Regions from separate parts of the Sorghum bicolor genome. Here region 2 is linked to region 1. Evidence: chromatin contacts called from public HiCAR-type data. All regions are on one chromosome and are shown on one strand. Each heading gives the region's core, a stretch centred on a gene start, on an enhancer-like site or on the middle of the called end of the contact. The rest is flanking DNA. Distances are from core to core; before and after follow the strand shown. Region 1 holds the start of LOC8069167 (F-box/LRR-repeat MAX2 homolog). Region 2 holds the start of LOC8071344 (GDSL esterase/lipase At5g45910).

What was found. HiCAR-type assays count read pairs that join an accessible place to other places.
Region 2: a contact with region 1 is called in a HiCAR-type map of leaf, with 2.4 times the contacts expected there. The contact joins the promoter of LOC8071344 here to the promoter of LOC8069167 in region 1. A contact is called at or near these places in 1 of 4 Hi-C or Micro-C datasets (leaf mesophyll) and 1 of 1 datasets of contacts at active chromatin or transcription factors (leaf).

Annotation. Positions count from the first base shown.
Region 1 is chr10:3,310,873-3,316,722 of Sorghum_bicolor_NCBIv3, forward strand. LOC8069167 (F-box/LRR-repeat MAX2 homolog) reads left to right here and starts at 2,429. Exons shown (of 1, transcript XM_002436454.2): 1 at 2,429-5,176. The coding sequence starts at 2,614. The coding sequence ends at 4,716. LOC8069166 (probable thiol methyltransferase 2) reads right to left here and starts at 2,238. Exons shown (of 8, transcript XM_002437809.2): 1 at 2,022-2,238; 2 at 1,153-1,283; 3 at 652-738; 4 at 1-12. The coding sequence starts at 2,205.
Region 2 is chr10:3,471,947-3,477,037 of Sorghum_bicolor_NCBIv3, forward strand. It overlaps LOC8071344 (GDSL esterase/lipase At5g45910), which reads right to left and starts at 2,917. Exons shown (of 4, transcript XM_002437816.2): 1 at 2,548-2,917; 2 at 2,186-2,395; 3 at 1,646-2,068; 4 at 173-630. The coding sequence starts at 2,800. The coding sequence ends at 413.

The DNA of each region.
Region 1 (5,850 bases), core at 1,179-3,678:
AGAGGATGACCACTGTACACCAATGGAGAAGACAATCAGACATAATTATCCTAAAATCAGAAGATGGGTTGTAAGACAAAAGGCATAGTACAAAAGCTGTATTACAGCTGTGATGGTTGGAATAATGTATATTTTATTCGCAAACAGACTCAACATCAATTATCTGAAAAGCGGGTTCAATCAAACCCATATGATCAATATTATTGATCAAAATTTACAATTTCACAAGCTCTTTGTCCTTTTCTTTGGTGGTGTTGGGCGGGGGGGGGGGGGGGGGGCCCTTATCCACATAAGGCCTTGTTTGGATGTTGTCGTATTTACTTCAATCCATATGTGTTGGTGTGGATTGGAGTGGAATTTAGTTCAAGTTCCACTTCAATCCACCTCAACACATGTGGATTGATGTGAATACGACTACATCCAAACAAGGCCTAACAGAAAATTCATAAAGTTGCAATTTCTTAACATATATGGTTTGGTTTGTGATTAACATTACTTTGGAAAATATATTCTATGGCAGATATCAAGCGTAACCACTAGAAAAACAAGAAGAAAATAGTCAAGATATCAAGCAGGCCCATTCTCAAGATAGCTTCCCTTAACTGATAAGTGATAATCAACATCTTGCTCAGCTACTGGTCATAAGCATACCTGCTTAGCCTTCTTAACAGCCAGATCAGAAATATCCAAGCCAACAACAAAACGTTCAGGACTTGCCAGAGCGACCACATCGTATCCCTGTTATACAAAAGCAACTCAATCTGGGCAAATAAGCTAAAATCTAAGTTCCAGTTTGTAATATATTATTATAATGCCAGCAAAGTGTGTTCCTTCTTATAGTATCGTCATGCGCATTTAGGTTTGTAAAATGGTCTACAGTACACTATCACACATACAATCTTCAATGAACAGGTTGATATTGCTAATGTATTGTATTATGTATTTATGTCAGTTGGGTACTGTTGTCAAGGCACATCACATCAGCTCTCAATTACTACAATGGATAAATGGAGAAAACTAGGCACATTCTATGACTGGTATCTTAAGGTGAAAGTAATAGTCAGATTTTAGTCATGAGCTTGGTTACTGGGGAGAAACTAGGAGAAAAACAATAGTGGTGCAACCATCTGACAGAAGAATGAAATAATTTACCATTCCACATCCAGGAACCAAAGCTCTTCCTTTTGGGAGTGTTCCTGATCTAACAAGATGCTCGATGACAGGTGTTGGCTTTCCCAAATCCCACGGGGTCACACCAAACTCCCAGGACTTCTCCCACCCATCTGATGAACAATGATTTAGAAAAGGCAACTCAGAATCAACAGACTCACATGCATGACAAATACAAGGCATGCACAAAGTGAGCTGGAATTTAACAAGAAATTAGACGCTATGAAGCGTCAGCTGGTGATTTTGTCTGCTGACAACCTAATATGAAACTGCAACTGTCTAGCATACTCATCACAATGGCAGCTATTGCTCTACTAGAAGTCTAGAAATACCATTCTCTGCTTGATCAGCAACGCAGCAATGGTTTCAGTTTTTCAGAATACAACATTTGCCTTACAAATACAGACAGCATCTTCAAGCACCCCCCCAATTGTGGTTTTATTTTGTCTGCTTTCCTCACCAATTGCTGGGTTTCAATTTCAACTGAGATAACTTGAGTTTCAGCCCCTTCATTTCACTCTCACAGGTGGAATTCGCTCTCAAGCGATGCCTCTGTAGCAGCACTGGAGCATCATCCCCAACAGCTTAACCACACCACCGTTTGTCCGTTTGTGATTCGTCGCCATTGTTAGGTCATTGCTGTGTCCAAGCTCCAACTAACGAGAAACCCCAAGGTACTCGCTCCAGCCCACTCCACCGATCAGGAACCCACCACGAACATCGGCACGCGCACACCCACCCCTAGTACAGGCAACCAGACCAAACGCTAGCGACCACTCCTCCGAATTTGTCTCCCAAACGGCCAAAACCGCAACAACCAGCAACGAGAGACGATTCATGATCACACTCACCTGCCGCGTCGCCTGTGAAGAGCTCCCGCAGCCTCCCCACCGCCGGGTTCTCGCCGGGATCCCTTCTGCCGCCCGCCGCCCTCGCCGGCGCCGACGACCCCATCGCCCGCCGCGGCCGCGCGCGCGAGGCCAACCACCACCAGCGCACGGGCCCGGGCTCGCCTACGCGAGGCAGCGCCCTCATACGCCTACGCGAGCCTGCCAGAGGGGACGGAAAGACAAAGACGGGAAATGATTTATATTTCCAAAAGAAGAAAAATACTCCCATGTCGATACGGATAGGATAAGATAAAATTATTATTATACAGACAAAAAATAAAAAGGAAAAAAAGAGATAGAGCTGTCGACTAGTATATCACTTCGCTGTGGAGCTTCCCGTGGTGTCCCCTCGTCCCCACTCCACCCGCCCCCCCTCACCTGCTGCCGCAGGCCGCATCCCCCCTCTCCTCCTCCTCCTCCTCCCCCCAACTGCCCCCCGCTCCGCCCGCGCAAGGGAAAGGAAAAAAGGGCTCGACGACTTTGCCGGACGCGGCGGCGCATCCCCCATCCCGTCCCACCCCCAGCCCCCCATCGCCGCGTCCCATCGCATCGCATGGCTGAGGACGCCGCGGCGGGCTCCCCGCTCCTGGACCTGCCGGAGCCGCTGCTGCTCCACATCCTGGGCTTCCTCACCGACGCGCGGTCGCGGCACCGCGTCGCGCTGGCGTGCCACAGGCTCCTCGCGGCGGAGCGGGCCACGCGCGCCGCGCTCTCGCTGCGCGGGGACCCGCGGTCGGACGTGTTCCTCTACCTCATCAGGCCGACGTTCTGCTTCCCGGCGCTGGAGCGGCTCGACCTCTCGCTGGTGTCGCCGTGGGGCCACCCGTTCCTCTCCTCCGCGGCGCCGTCTGCCGACGCCGTCGCGCCGGCCGTGGCGGCGGAGGAGGTCGCGGGGCAGAACGCCCTCATCGCGGCGCGCCTCGCCTACTGCTTCCCCGCCGTGTCCTCGCTCGCCGTCTACTGCCGCGACCCCACCACGCTCGCCAGCCTCACCCCGCACTGGAGGTCCCGCCTCCGCAGTGTCAAGCTCGTGCGCTGGCACCAGCGCCCGCCCGGCCTCGACGCCGGCGCGGATCTCGAGCCCCTCCTCGGGGACTGCCCCGCGCTCAGGGCGCTCGACCTCTCCGAGTTCTACTGCTGGACGGAGGACATCCAGCCTGCGCTTGCGGCGCACCCGGCAGCCGCCGCGGCGCTCACCGAGCTCGACCTCGGCCTCGCGGGCGCCACGGACGGGTTCTACGCCGCCGAGCTGGGGGCCATCGCGAGATTCTGCCCCAATCTTCGCAAGCTCGTGGCGCCCTGTGTGTTCAACCCTCGGTACGTTGACTTCGTCAGCGACGACGCGCTTCTCACCATCGCCACCAGCTGCCCCAAGCTGTCGATCCTGCGGCTCCGAGAACCTTTTGAGCTGGCGGCCACCAGCCAACGGGAGGACGCGGCAATCACCGTCGCAGGGCTGGTCTCCTTCTTCGCTGCACTGCCGGAGCTAGAGGATTTCACGCTTGACCTGCGGCATAATGTGCTGGAGACAGCGCCGGCCATGGAGGCGCTTGCCCGCAGGTGCCCACGGATCAAGTTCTTGACGCTGGGGGGCTTCCAGGGGTTGTGCAAGGCATCTTGGCTGCACCTCGACGGCGTTGCTGTGTGTGGTTCGCTGGAGTCGCTATGCATCAAGGGTTGTTTGGATCTCACTGACGCCAGCCTTGCTGCCATAGGTCGTGGGTGCGGGAGGCTTGCTAAGTTCGCCATCCATGGCTGTGATCTTGTCACATCAGTTGGGATCAGGAGGCTAGCAACGGCGCTTCGGCCCACAATCAAAGAAGTCAGTATCTTGCACTGCCGGCTTCTGGACACAGCAACATGCCTCACTGCTTTAAGTCCGATCCGTGATCGCATTGAGAGTCTTGAGGTCAGCTGTGTCTGGAAGGAAGTTGAACAGCCTGAGAGCGTGGCCAATGGCACAACCGGATGTGATCATGAAGATGATGATCTCGGTGAAGTGACATATGAGTCTGCATCGAAGAAATGTAGGTACATGGAATTGGATGATCTAGTCAGCTGGGAGATGCTACGTTCACTCTCCCTCTGGTTCCCTGCTGGTGAGGTACTCTCCCCACTCATCTCTGCTGGGCTTGATAGCTGCCCTGTTCTAGAGGAGATCTCAATTAAAGTGGAGGGTGATTGCCGTGCACGCCCTGGCCCATTTTTTGGCCTGAGGTATCTTGCAGGCTTCCCAGTACTTGCTAAGATGAAATTGGATCTGAGTGAGGCGGTTGGGTATGCTCTTACTGCACCAGCAGGCCAGATGGATCTCTCTCTGTGGGAGCGATTTTATTTGCATGGTATAGATTCACTAATGACTCTGTATGAGCTGGATTATTGGCCTCCCCAAGACAAGGAAGTGAACCAGCGTAGCCTGACACTGCCCGCTGTGGGACTGCTCCAGGGCTGCGTTGGGCTCAGGAAGCTCTTCGTCCATGGCACCACACATGAGCATTTCCTGACCTTCTTCTTGAAGGTGCCAAATTTGAGGGACATGCAGCTAAGGGAGGACTACTATCCCGCACCAGAGAGTGATATGATGAACACGGAAATGCGAGCTGAGTCTTGGCTCCGGTTCGAGAATCAGCTGAACATCAGGCTAATTGAGGATTAATGGTGAATTTGGTGAACTGTGAGAGCATCAGATGAATACAGAGGTGCTGATTTCAGACCGGACTGAACCAAGTGGAGTTGATGCGGGGTTGGTGTTCTGTGATGGATGAGCTGCTTGTGACCACGGAAGTAGCAAGGATAGCTGGTGTACAGCTGTTGAGGAGAGTAGAAGACAATGCTTTCTCCATCCAACAAATATCGGTGATCTTTCTAGATGCTTTTTTTTTAAATAAGAATGTATAATAAGAGTGCTGATGCGGAATTCAGATATTTGCAAGAGTTGCTACGGTAAACTTAGGATTTGTGGGAACTTTGCAGGGATGCTTTTTTTCTCCCTTTTTTTGAGCTGAGTCCAGTTGTACACCGGAAGGGTAAAGTGGCATTGGTCTTGTGATTCTGTAACGATTTACACGTGGTTCTGTAAAAAGAAATAAAAAAATGTCATTTCGTTTTCTTTCTTATATGCTCTATTTTCCAGTGCTACCATAACATAGTGATGAACTGATGATGGTCACGTCCATAAAATAAAATTTGAGTTGATCACATCTAAAATTGATGATGGTCATTACGCAAGAAACATGGCAACTTGATCCATAATAAATATGTAGTAGTATCATTGATTTTTTTTTCCAGCTCCCCCACACTATCCCACCCCCAAATTATATTTTCCAGCTCCTGCATAGGTTTGGCAAGTTGGTCCTGCACAGGCTTTCCATGTGAAGGAACTAGGTTCTGCAAGATACTACTGGCACGATCAAGCAAGCACAGCAGTCATAAACTCCTACTCCTGCAGGCATCAATCAAGAAGCAAGCAAGCTTTGAAGCATCCGCCAATCGTGCCAAATTGCTGGTGTTCTCTCTCTGCAGGCTGCCCCGTTCACTTTGCTTCCCCTCGCTCACTGGCCGCATGGATATTTGACGAGACCGACGTGCCGAACAAGATCGACATCCAACACGGAGAGAAAAGATCTCGCCACTACCACGAGCCGCCGCCGTACGGCTGCGCCCGGCGCCGTGTTGGATGCAGATAATGCCGCGGCAGGGGTTTCGTCTTTCGTGAGGGCAAATCCGGGGGATTCTTGGTGCCCCTCTTGTCCTGATCCATGAGCAGGCAGGGCGCCGCCCCCCGCTAGTG
Region 2 (5,091 bases), core at 1,667-4,166, 160 kb after region 1:
CGTTGCAGCGTTGGAGCCTTGCGCAAAGACCCCTGTCACGGCCTTCACGTGCCCTGACGGGTGACATGGATAGCCTGAGACAGGAACAGGATTTACCGTGGGAGATTGATTGCTGGAAAAGTTTTCTCAAAAGCCCCGACCACATGCCACGCACAGGCAGACCAGAGTAAAAAGTTCCATGAAAATATATACCATTTGATTTGTAAATGAAGACCAGTATACATAATATAATATATATAAGTTACAACAGGGAAGAACAAGAAAAACAGATGCATGCAGTTGCCGAGACACTTTTTTCCCGGCAACATAAACACAGAAGATATAATAACAACAACAACAAATAAAAAATAGTAATTAATTAATCGGTCCCCGCTCGCTCTGCTGCCCCTGAGTCCCTGACGATGGGCTTAGCTTAGCTGTGGAGGATCGCCGGGCGGCAGTAGGGCCCGTTGAGCCAGCCGTCGGTGATCTGCTTGTACGCGGCCTCGGTGAGGTGGATGCCGTCCCAGCTGAGGTGCGCCGCCGGGTTGGAGCACGCCGAGGCGCCCGACATGCCGCACCGCGCGCTGTTCTGGTAGTTGTACTTGCCGCCTCCCGCCCCGCAGCACGTCTGGAACACCGTGCTGAACCCTGCAGTATACGTTGCAAAAGAGAAACACGCGGTGAGACGCACATCACACGAAGCAGGAGGAGCAGTGCGCGCTCCGGCGCGGGCGGGAACGCAACGTGCAGGAGCAGTGCAGTGCCCCGCGGCGCTGGCCGGCGTTTCAATTCGCATGTGTTGGGTGGGGAGGAACGTGGCCGGTCTCGGTCTCGGCAAGTTCGGGAACATGCGCGGTACTCGTCTCACGACCGCGACGCCGAGGCGGAGCCGGTGCGTCCGCGGTCCGCCATCATCGTCCCCATAATTGGGGTCGGGGCTCTCTCGCTTCGCGCCAGTGCGGCAAGATCCGGCAAAATGCGCGCGGCAGGGCAGGCACCAGGCAGCCGTCACGAGCGCGGATCGGGGCCATTTTTCTATTCGCCGCCGCACGACACGCCCACGCTTCCGCAGTGCACGAGGAGCAACGGGCATGTCGTCCGTCTCGCCGCTGCAGACCGCCGCAGTGCAGTGCAGGCCCGCACCCTGAACCCTATGTCGTGTCGTGCACATGGATCGGATCGGACGGACACGCATACTGGGTTTTACACACGTGACGAGATTCGAACGGGCGGCACGGCAGGGGCGGGGCCTCTCACGCGCTTGCACGCCAAAACGCGTAGAAGGTGAGGTGACTGACTGCCACTGCCAGGACGGCGCATTGAAGAGGCGCGCGCTCTGCGACGGATGGACGGATGTGGGGGGGCCGCCGGAAGCGCCAAGCGCGCTGTTTGAAAGCTGGCCTGCGCCGGGCAGTACCCGCCAAGCCGGCCGTCGTCACGGATGCTCGAGGTGCGTGACAACTTGCTTGCAGCGGTCACAGACACCAGTCCGTCTACTGCTACCGTTTCGTCACCACTTGACTCTCGTAGTCCCGTCCCCTATCCGACCACATGTGCGTGCGTCGGCGGTCGATCGCGAGGTCGGCGACGACGACGACGGCGGCGGCGAGGAGGGACCATGCATGGCAGGAGTATGTATATATATATATATATATATACGTACCGTAGCTGCCGGGGTTCTTGACCATGTCGTAGACGGCGGAGTAGAAGTCGGCGTACATGATGCGGGCGGACTTGTACTTGGCCTGGAGGCTGGAGATCTGCGTCTGGAGCTGGTTGTTGTGGTTGGTGGACAGGTCGTTGAACTTCTTGAGGCACCCGAGGCTGTCGTAGTCGCCGCTGTTGGAGGTGCCGTAGATGGTGAGGTAGATGGGGAAGCAGCCGATGGGGAGCACCCCGGGCACCACGATGTCCGTGGCGCCCATCGCGATCAGCTTCTCGACCCCGTTGGCGATGGTGCTCACGATCTGCGGCGTGTACGTGCTCGCCTGGTCCGCGTTGTAGTTGCCGAACAGCATCGCGTTGTAGTCGTTGCCCCCGAACTCGCCGAACACGAACAGGGAGTTGCCCAGGTAGCTCTTGCAGTCTGCGATTGATCGTGGTGACCCGACAGACGGATGCAATTGCAATTGATCGATCGTCAGGGGACCCATGGCGTGGCACAGAGAAAATGACAGGCTTTTTTATTTCCATTCATGCTCACCGTTGCCGCAGACGGCGGAGGAGATTTGCTGGAACCACTGCAGCTGGAAGCTGATGGGCCCGTTGTTCCAGATCTTGTCGGAGAGGCCGAGCGAGCGGAAGAAGGGCGCGTCCATGGCGGTGGCGCCGGTGATGGCCATGTTGGCGCCTTTCTTGAAGTCGGCCGTCGTCGACTTGGACGGCGGGAGGAACGGCAGCCCGAACTTGGAGCCTGCAGCGTTGTGTGTGGGAGCGGAGGACCACCGTACATCAGCATCCACCCACCACGCACCCACAACAGTCCCACAGGACAGTGGGCCAGGCTGCCCAGGCGAGATCCAGCCAGAGCGGAATTTAATTAGGGAGCAGGCGCGCGTGACGTACTGAGGAAGTCCGGGATGACGCGGCCGTCGCAGCAGCGGCACGTCGGCGTGCCGAAGTAGGTCTCGCCGTAGGGCGGCTGGGTGAAGGTGATCGACGACGGCCTCCCGTTGGTGCAGAGGTTCCCGGTGTCGGTGATGGAGTCGCCGAAGTTGAAGACGGCATTGTAGCTCTGCGCCGCCGCCGCCAGCGCCAGCGCCCACGACGACCACACCACCGCCACCAGCGCCGCCGCCATCCGCCGCCCGCTCCTCATCTCGCCTTGCCTCTCAGCCTATACACCGCTACGCGAGGACTGGCAGAGCAGAGCCGGAGCAGTGGAGGAGTCGAAGTCGAGCAGAGCGCTCCCCTTGAACGACACGGTTGGCCTGGGACACCTTTTTATAGCCTCGCCCTCGTGACGCCTGCCACGGCGCCTTCGCCAACAAAACTTTCGCAGGCAGATACAGGTGTATCTGCATGTAGTACTACCAGCGCCTCGCCTTTTGCGCCGGCGGTATCCCGGCGACCACTGTCCCGTGCAGACTGTAGACACGGGTCCCACGGCACAGGACTCGGCCCCTCACCCCAATCGGCATCCGACGGTCCAGATCACGCGCCGGACGCAATTCGGCCGTTACAACACCATCCCCACCGTCCGCGCCGAGCCCTCTGTCAATCTTTGTCTTACCACATGTCATCATCTCATTTTAATAGTATATTAAGCAAGCAAACAAGCACGGCCGACCAGACGCCCGACACGGATCGCGCGCGCCCGTTCCGGCGGTTCCTTAGCCCGGGCGGGGCACCGGCAGGCGCTCCGGCGAGGAGGATGGGCAGCGCATTTTCGTGCGCTGTGGCGGCGCTCTTTTCCTCCACCACCGCTTTGCGATCCACCGGCGAGGCGACTTTCCATGTGATTCTTTTTTTTTCGCGGGGAGCTTTCTAAAGGCCCTTTCGGGTGGGCAATGATGAGGAGGGCCAATCAGGCGCGAGTCCCAGGCGAATGATGGCGATCCACGGGCGTTTTCCAGCCGGTAATCGAGGATTAACCGGTGCGTGGCGTGGCTGGCTGCGCCACAGTCCCGTGCCCGGGACGATTTCCTCTCTGCCTTGCTCTGCTTTGCTGCCTCGGCCCTCTCCTTTTTCTTCGCTGATGAAAACTTGGACGTCCGAGACTTTTTTGGGTTGGTAGGTTACTTTCAGTTTGCAGTATCTCAGGGAAGGATAGGGGGGGGTCTACAGAGTAGTAGAATTGGAGGCAGACGTGAGTGACCGGCACTCGTCGTAACGACGTCGTCTCCTTCTCCTTCGCCCTCACTCTGTAAACTTTGCGCCTGTAAAGGGGAACCTGCACCTAAAATACTATGGGTGTGTGTGTGGTCGTGTCGCGTGCATGTGAAATGTATGCAGTACATGAGCAGGTTGCGTTTGCTTTTATGGTACTAGATGTTTTGCAAGTGTTTCCAAATCAAAACAGAGCGGCACACTATGGATTAATGGATGTATGATGTATGTATGGACGGACAGGTACTGGACATGCCTTAAACTCGAGTACTATTGTGCCATGGGTGCCAACACTGCAACATCACAACAACTTAACCGATGGGATAATGATGATGATGGAGGAGAGGGCCCTGCACGGCCAAGCAGATCACCACCATTAAACTCAAACCTGCCAATGTGTCTCTGCTTTCATTGAAGCAAGCGTGTATAGGAATCTGCAACACAGCAAGGGTGCGATAGCATATGCATGCTTTTTTGTGTGTTTGTGCTCCCAAAGCTGAGAAAAAGCGATGGAACACAAGGCCCACTGGCCCAACCCAGACCCACTTGATGCAGGCAACAAAGAGGGCATGACTCGCAGCGCCACAATACTAGGGCCAGTGATTACACTTTAACAAGGTGGTACTACACAGAAGCCACAGGCATTAGGCTTTCTGTCTCAGTCGATTAAAGATAAGTCCCCCGTGCAACTTCACCACTATCTATACCACTACCAGCAGACCTACATTCGTAACGAACTCGCACTGTGTGCAGTGCCGTGCAGTGGTAGCTCGATCCAGCTGGAATGCATGGACGATGCAGACAAATAACTAACTTTTGCTTGGCCATGTTATTATCCGATCCGGTGCCAAATCCTGGCTGCCCAAAGTGCTTACTTGGCCCATGCAAGGATATTATCAAATGCTTAATGCTAGCATTGCCGCTGAAACACGAATATCTAGCCTAGCGTAGCCTAGCTATATAGCTAGTAGTTTCCACTACTGCCTTCATCTGAATCAATCAATCATTGCACTGTGATGGATCCACTAATCCTAACGCCGCCACCACCATCGTCTTAATTCCCTCGTAGTAAACACTCCGTGGAAAAGACGCTCGACTTTGGCCGGCCGGACGAATGGCCGCAACACTTGATCATCCATCCATCGCCGCCGATGATGATGATGATGGAGACGATGACAGCGGCGGCACTGCGGCAACAACGGGGCGAGAGAGACGGGGCAACACGCGAAGTCATCGCAAGTCGCAAGCCATCTTAGCTGTGTGAGACGGCGACACGCACCC